2 separate regions of the Gossypium hirsutum genome follow, and region 2 is linked to region 1. A link is a contact called in public Hi-C data. All regions are on one chromosome and are shown on one strand. Each heading gives the region's core, a stretch centred on a gene start, on an enhancer-like site or on the middle of the called end of the contact. The rest is flanking DNA. Distances are from core to core; before and after follow the strand shown. Region 1 overlaps LOC107948182. Region 2 holds the start of LOC107948174 (cytochrome b561 and DOMON domain-containing protein At3g61750).

Region 1 (3,941 bases), core at 566-3,065:
TTAACTTTCCTTTTTTTTCTTTTTTTTTTCATTCTCTTCTACTTCTCTCTCTGTTTTCCTCCCTTCTCCATCTCTTTTAACGTAGTTTTTCTATTTTATGTTTATGAAAAAAGAAAAGTTGAAACCAAAATAAAACTTGTTTCGCATTTTCTCACCCCACAATTACAAACCCTTATCATCCATCATCGCTTTAACGAACCAATATGGATCTCTCAATGACCTAGTCCACAAGCTCACCTCACTTGAAGACATTTCCAGTCGTGACTTATGACAGTCCATCCTCAACAAAGTTTCCTGAGCCCGTTCCTATAACCTCCTAACCAACCCCCATGACCACCTTATCTATCTAACCTACAACATTCTCACCCTTTCAAAACTACGTTGTTTTACGGATTTTTCAAACGAGCTCTAAACTCTCAATGACTAAAACGGTCACTATACGAAACTTACCTCCAACTTTAATCAAACCAGTTTGGTTTCATGCTCCCTTTCTTTCTTCGATTCATCCATGCTTGGCTTCCAATCAAGCTTGCTTGGGAATATTCAAGAAGTTTTAGATCAATTTTATCATTTGCTTAATTTTATTCTTCAAAAAATAAAAGAAAAGGAAATGAATAATCTACACGATTCTGTAAAAGTTTGGGAACAGAAACAATTTATTTTAAATATAAAGAATTCAATTTATGTTTAGATTTGATTAAGGATGTGATTTTTTATAGTGATAGTTAGATCCAATTTTAGTTTCAAAATTAGGTTATATTGAAATCGAGATTTGATTAAGAATGATTGATATTCAATTTTCAGTGAAATTCAATTTAGGAGCCATATGAAAGAAACAAGAAATTGGTTTATTTAGTAGGGAAATATTATGTTTCTGTAGTGAAGAATACAAGAGAGAAAAATAACGGGAAAGAAGAAAAGGAAAATAAAGAAATAAAAAGAAAAAAATTAATTTGTTCAAAAAATAAAAACATAGGGACTAAATTTAACAAATAAAAAATATGGAAAAACTACGCTAAAAGAAATGGAAAAGGGAGGAAAACAAAGGGAAAATGGGGAAAAAAAGTTCAAAAAACATAAAAAAAATTTAAATTATACAAAACGAAAAAGATATATGTATTAATTGTATTATTTTGACCTAAAATTTTTGTTTGAAATTATAATTTAATGTGCCACATCAACTTACTGTTACACCGTTAATGGCAATTAATGCTTAGTAACTAAAATATTACAATACAATAATGTAAGTGACTAAAATATAATCTTTCAAATATAAATAACTAAAATATAATATGAAAGTGCGGTTAAAAAGTGGCATGAGAGAGCGGGGGAGGACCTACAAATAGGTTTAACTTGAAAACTGAATACTGAAATTATTGCAAACAAATGGACCACTTCTCTATTAAACCTTTTCACTTAACTTTTTTTTTTCATTAATTTGTCTCACACTGAAGTGGGAAAAGAAATTTTAAAAGACAATTTGATAATTTTAAGCCGCTAAATTTATTGTAGGTCCAAAGCAAGGGACAATAAAACCCAGCTTACAATCTTATATCTTGCAAATTCCTTATTACAATAAATGATTGTGACACTTTATATACAAACACATGAAAATGTGAGGGAAAGCATCTATTTCAAGGTAAGATATATATATAAAATATATACTTGAGTGTAAAGTGATCAAATATTGAAATGATTTGAACCAAATCTGAATCTGAAACTATCTATTTTAAGGTAAGATATAAGGCTATATGACTATACAGGTTAAAAGGGGCCAAAATAAATGACCCTAGTCTGAGGTGACCGAATGATGAAATGATCTGGACCAGCAATGACCCAAACCTAAAAACAACTAAAACCCGAAACTATCTATTTTAAGGAATTGCATAAGTTGAAAGGACCAAACGAACAACTAGACCAACAATAGCCAGCCAAAATAACCCAAGTGACCCAAACCCAAAACTATCTATTTTAAAGTAAGATATGTAGATATATGATTGCACAGGTTAAAGGGACCGAAATGAATAACCCAAGCTTAAAATGATCTAAACCAGAAATGGTCATAACCCGAAAATCAAATATGTAGGATAATTCAGAATCGACTGAAGAACCTCAAAATCTAACAGAAAAGGATTTAAATTATACACACACAACATACCATATAAACACAACTAGGTTCCTGTTTTTGAAAATTTGTAAATTCTAATCTTCTTTTAACGATGGAAAATGTTATCAATACACTGGTAACTTTCAACATTTGGAAGTTTAACAAAAAGAGAGCTAATATTATAAGGATCAAAAATGAAAAAAACCCTATTTAAGACTTTCTTATAAAATGATATAAAACTCAGTTGTAATCCTAAGGAGCTCCTATTTCAGTTACATCGTGTAGAACCCTAAATTTTAACTCTTTTTCTCTTTTTTTTTTTTTTTTACCTTCCGAGTCCTGCATTCTTTTTCAGTTTCCACCAATACCCTGTCGTATCTTCAAAAACAGAGCACCTCCGAAAATGATTTCTATCATTTGTTAGTGTACATACAAAGCACAAGCCAAGAAGCATGCGTGACCAACCGTCTTGCAAGAAAAAACCAAATCAGAAAATGCACTTCTTGCTTTTATGAGATGAGAACAAAAAAACCGCCAGGTAAAGCGAGGCTTTTAGCGTTGTAAGATTCTCCCACCGTCGTTTCTTCCTTCTAAAGGGAAGGGGGTGGGGGGAATCCTCATCTTTCGACTGTTAACTCGTATGGGCCACTCATCTGGTAGTAAAATCATAGTCCCCTGATAAGATTAATAGATGAGTGCATTGTAACAGAATCCAATTGAAACAAAAGAGAGAAATTAGAATGTTTAAGGAAAAAACTTCAAAGAGATTATGATCCAATTTTGAACACAATTCTGTTGCCACATATATATCCACTAGTGTTGAGGTTTATTACTAAGAGACGACCCACTGCAAAAACCAGAACACCAGCGTGGAAGAGGGTGGCAGCAAGTAGGCTATCTCGGCAGCTGCCATAGAAATTACTACACCATCTACACTGTTGCTAGACCAGCAAAAGCAGTCGGGCAACGTGATAGATGCATAGTAGTTTTCAGGGTGGCAGGTTTTACTAAAGTTTTCAAAAGAAACTACCTTAGACAAGCAAGAAGATAAATTACCTTTGCAGGTGGGGTGAAGGAGGTTGGTCTTGTGAAGACCGTTGAGAAGTACCATGGAACCTTTGCTCATCGAATACCCCACCTGAGCTGCTTCCATCACTTGGCTGTGATACTTCATTCATGCCTGAGTAACCCACTGGTCCAAGAGAGCCAAACTCAAGCTGTTCAACAGGGGAATCATATGGGTATAGCATGACAACAGATGGCATGGTAGGCCCATTTGATGATACTCCATTGGGGTTCATAGATGGCAGTGGGTACATGCCATAAGGCATGCTGCCTGAACTACTTTGTGATGAGTTTGAGCGGACTGGTCCATTACGAGATTGGTATGATGTAAATGAATCATGCCTATGTGAGCCCCAAGGCCTATCAGTTCTGCTCTCACCAGCAACGCCAGGCAATTGGTCAAAGGTGAACCTTGATTTTTCATTTTGATTGCGATTATGGCTCCGCCCAGCAGTTCTGGACTTAGAATTGCCATTCCAGTTTCCTTCTCTATCACCATGGTGGTCATTTCTATCATAATTATATTTTCCCCTCCTCGAATTTGCAGAATGGCGTTCTCTCATTGAAACTTTCTGAAAATGAGAAAAAATCATATAAAAAGGTTATTGAAGGTTATATTGTTCCTCAAGGTTAAAATATAAGATCACTTCAAAAAAACTAAAGCAACGGACAATTGTAGTTGTATCATAATTGAAAATCAAGCAGTGCATACCCTATTAATGGAGGAGGAGGGGAAAAACAGGATCATGTACCCAACATTACCCTCCTC
Region 2 (3,941 bases), core at 785-3,284, 150 kb before region 1:
GAATTCGAAACCGGAGACCCCATCAATGTCCTACAAAGCTAAGACAACAACGATTTCGCCTTGCTAGATTGCAAGAATCCCAATCACCCCGAGTTGTTGAAGTCGATCTTCGGCGGTGGTGGTGGCAAACAACTTGCGGAGCGGTAAAGGTGTGGGAGGTTTTGTTATAGGAATGAAGGATAAAACTCTAGTGAGGTCAATAAAGCAATATCACCTTGGGAAAGGAATGGAAATTGCTAGTACTATAAGTGAAAGGCGAGATCACGCCAGTGGTGGTAGTGATGGAAGAAGAACATGTGCCATGAAGAAGAGTAGTATCGGTAAGAGCAAATGGATTGTTGAAGTTGATGAAGCAAGTGGTGAAGAACATATATTCAAGTTGCAAAGATGAAAAGAGTTTTAATTTAATTAGCAGTTTGTGGAAACTATGAGGCTTGAATTTGTTTCATATAGCTTCATTGATGTATATTTTATCACTTACGATAGATGGCATTGGTAGTGGAATTTTTTGGTTTTATTAGCAAATTGGTCCCTAAATTGTACTAAAATTTGCATTTTTGTCCTTAAAAGTTTTTTGGGGGTTAGAAGTGATTCTAACTATCAATTTTTAGCTCAGTTTGACCCATACTTGTTAAGACCGAACTAGAAACCAACCAATACATTAGTTTGGGGTAAGGGAGAGAATCAATTGACCCATGAATCGAGATAAAAAAATTAATTGAACCAGATTTTATAATTTTTAATAACTTTTTAATTTTTTATATTTAATAATTTATTTAATTAAAATTGAGCAAACAGTTGAATTGAGAGTTGGTGACTTAATTGGTTCGATCGTTGACCCAATTTCAAAAACCATGGTTTAACCTAAAAAACGGTATCAACCAATAAGAATGTGACAATGACACTCTCTTATTAGAATCGTACACTTTTTTTAGCAAAATAGGACAAAATAAATAGTTTAGGATTATTTTGTACAAAAAAATTGAAGGACCTATTCGGAAATTAAATTATGGTTCAAGGGTTAATCTGCAATTAGTCAGGCTGTCTCTTTAGCTTCTTCTTTTTCCTCCAGTAATGCCATAAAAATCTCACCAATGGGGCATTAATTAAGTGAAAAATTAATTTCATGGTTTTCAAGTATTTTAGTTTCAATGGCAATATAGCTGATTGTGAAATGATTGTTGTTCTTATAAAATATAAATAATCATAAAACTTTTTTTTTTGTTTTTAATAAAACGTTTTCTTCTTTATTTAATTGTTTAGTTGTAAGAAAGCAAATTGAAAAACCACAACATAGCAACTAAAATTAGGTTTTGAAAAGATTCAATTCCTTCTTCATTATTATTATTTTTTAAGGTTGAGTTATCGAATGATTGATAAACATATATATATTCTATCTCGTGAAGTAAAGCAAATTAAATAAAATCTTGCCTTCAAAACTCTATTAGAGCTACAACACTATAATCTTGTCAAAATTTGAACTAAAGCTATATTATTTAATATATATATTATTATAGAATTATTATAGAATATATCATAACTCGATCTAAAATTTGATTTACTCTGATGATTCAGAATTCGGCTCAAAAAAAGTCTCTTTATATACTCTTGTAAGGACCCTCTTTAAGGTGGGTTTACTCTCTCAAGACTCTTCACTTTTTTTTCACATCTCTTTATTCACGAGAAAAATTTTTTCTCCATACTCTAATCACTTATATCAGGAAAAATATGAATTGATCAACTCAACTATCAACTAAATCTTGTATCAGCATATATATATATATTACAAATTTATTACATAAGTTCTTTTACTTAAATCGTGAGGGTGATGATAGTTTAATTTTACAAAATTAAGAAAATTAAATTAGATTTCCACTTTATGGGTTTTTTTAATATATTAATATATTTATTAGCATATCAATGTTTAGGAAGGTAGTGCTTACTTTAGAAGGCAAATTGGCTTTAGAACAACAGTACTATTAAGATTTTACCAGTTTACCTTAAAACAACTTCATTTCATCCAACCCTTTGTAGCTAAAATTACACCCATCTAAATCCACCTAAATACTTCAACACATTTGGATACAAAAAAATATTTCAACACAAAGACAAAAAAAAAAAGCTTATTTGTTTGAGTTTGCTGGTGGGAATGATGATTACCAACAACAACCATCACCAGCAACAACCATATAATTGCAACCTTAAGTTCAAAGAAACTTAAAAAAACATCTTAACCACTATGCACAACTTCACCTTCACACTTTTTTTTCTTGTTCTTCACATTGTCATTGAGACCGCTTTGATCACTTGTATCTCAATGGCAATTCCAAGTTTTTTTGTTTCCTTTACCAAGATCCTTCTTGGGTTTTGCCTTCTTTGTACGGTACATAAAGATTTTGTGGTTGCCGGTTTTGAGGAGGTTCGGGTTGAACATGATACGAATGAACCTCTTACCAATAGTTCAATTACTACGGCCGGTACTGGTGAAGATGGGAGATCTGAGCTTTGTGGTACTGATCTAAGTTTCCTTGGACCACCTTATGGTAATATGTCCACTGCCAAAATGGTGTGTTCACCTATATGGAATACCTTTGTTTTGAGGGTAAGTTGTTTTTCTTTCAACTTATTAGCCATTAGCCAATCATTTACTAAGCTTATATCATTGCTTACTATGTATGCAGTACCATCAGAGGGAAGATAATGTAATGACAATCATATTATCGGCGGTCTACACGACAGGATGGGTTGGGATCGGTTTTTCGAGGAACGGGATGATGCTTGGATCTAGTGCCATGGTGGGATGGTTTAATAGAAAAGGTCATGCAAGGATCAAGCAGTATTACTTGCAGGGTGCCCATGTATCACAAGTCATACCAGATAAAGGTGAATTGCCCCTTAACGGTATTCCACCGGTTGTTGCCCTTCATGGGGCCATGATTTACTTGGCATTTCAAGCCAAGTTCGAACATCGTCTTGGCCGACAACCAATTCTATTAGCTTTTGGAACAAGGTACCCTACTGGTTTTCACCACTTAACTAAACACGACGATAAGACCGCCGTTTGGTTCGACTTCTCTCAAGGTACATATACTAACTCTTATTAGTTCTCATCATTCTTTCAAAAGCAGCATGATATAACCACGGATCAACCCCATTTGCAGCATCTGTTTTAAACATTGACACAAGCCAGAGGAAAAACCATGGCATATTGGGTTTAATGGCATGGGGTTTAATTCTTCCAGCGGGTGCAATGGTCCCGAGATACTTAAAGCACAAAGATCCACTCTGGTATTACCTTCATGCTGTGATCCAATTCCTGGGGTTCATCCTAGGACTTGCATCCGTACTCCTCGGTATACAACTTTACCAAAGCATGAATGCCGATATCCCGGCACATAGAGGCATAGGAATCTTTGTTCTTGTGCTTAGCATTCTTCAGGTTTGCGATGCATGATTATCAATTAATCATCTCTGATATACTTCTTTTATACTGATGAAATGTGACAAATATGATTCCAGGTAATGGCGTTTTTCCTACGGCCAAATAAAGATTCAAAGTACCGTCGATATTGGAACTGGTACCACCTTTATTTCGGACGGATGGCCCTTTTCTTCGGATCTTTAAACATCGTACTGGGAATTCAATTCGCTGGCGCAGGGGATGACTGGAAGATTGGCTATGGATTCCTTCTTGCCATAACTCTACTTGTAGTTATTGTTTTAGAAACATTCTCTTATCTGAGGAGAAGGAGAGACAAGTCCAATCTGCCTTCAAACTTCCAAATGAACACAATTTAGTAACTCATGTTCAAAAAAAAAAGGAAAATTTCTTGATATTTTTCGATGGATCAAAGGGGGGTTTTGGTAATGATGGATCATGTATTTTGCATCAGATTGGTGTGTGCTCAGCATTGAAGGAAGTCAATCCATGACTAAACACC

What was found. A called contact is a pair of places that touch in the nucleus more often than the background predicts.
Region 2: a contact with region 1 is called in a Hi-C map of leaf, with 3 times the contacts expected there. The contact joins the promoter of LOC107948174 here to the enhancer-like site in region 1. A contact is called at or near these places in 3 of 34 Hi-C or Micro-C datasets (all in leaf).

The regions. Positions count from the first base shown.
Region 1 is chrA12:81,272,980-81,276,920 of Gossypium_hirsutum_v2.1, reverse strand. It overlaps LOC107948182, which reads right to left. Exons shown (of 9, transcript XM_041082820.1): 8 at 3,164-3,744; 9 at 2,183-2,782. The coding sequence ends at 2,773. Among protein-coding and RNA genes, the nearest start is that of LOC107948182, 8.3 kb to the right of the region's middle. Within about 2 kb of position 1,815, at least 3 of the 9 cell types and tissues checked have an H3K27ac peak or open chromatin away from gene starts, as enhancers often do. A contact at or near this core is called in leaf, where this site is marked.
Region 2 is chrA12:81,422,737-81,426,677 of Gossypium_hirsutum_v2.1, reverse strand. It overlaps LOC107948174 (cytochrome b561 and DOMON domain-containing protein At3g61750), which reads left to right and starts at 2,034. Exons shown (of 4, transcript XM_016882641.2): 1 at 2,034-2,602; 2 at 2,682-3,081; 3 at 3,162-3,439; 4 at 3,520-3,941. The coding sequence starts at 2,240. The coding sequence ends at 3,798.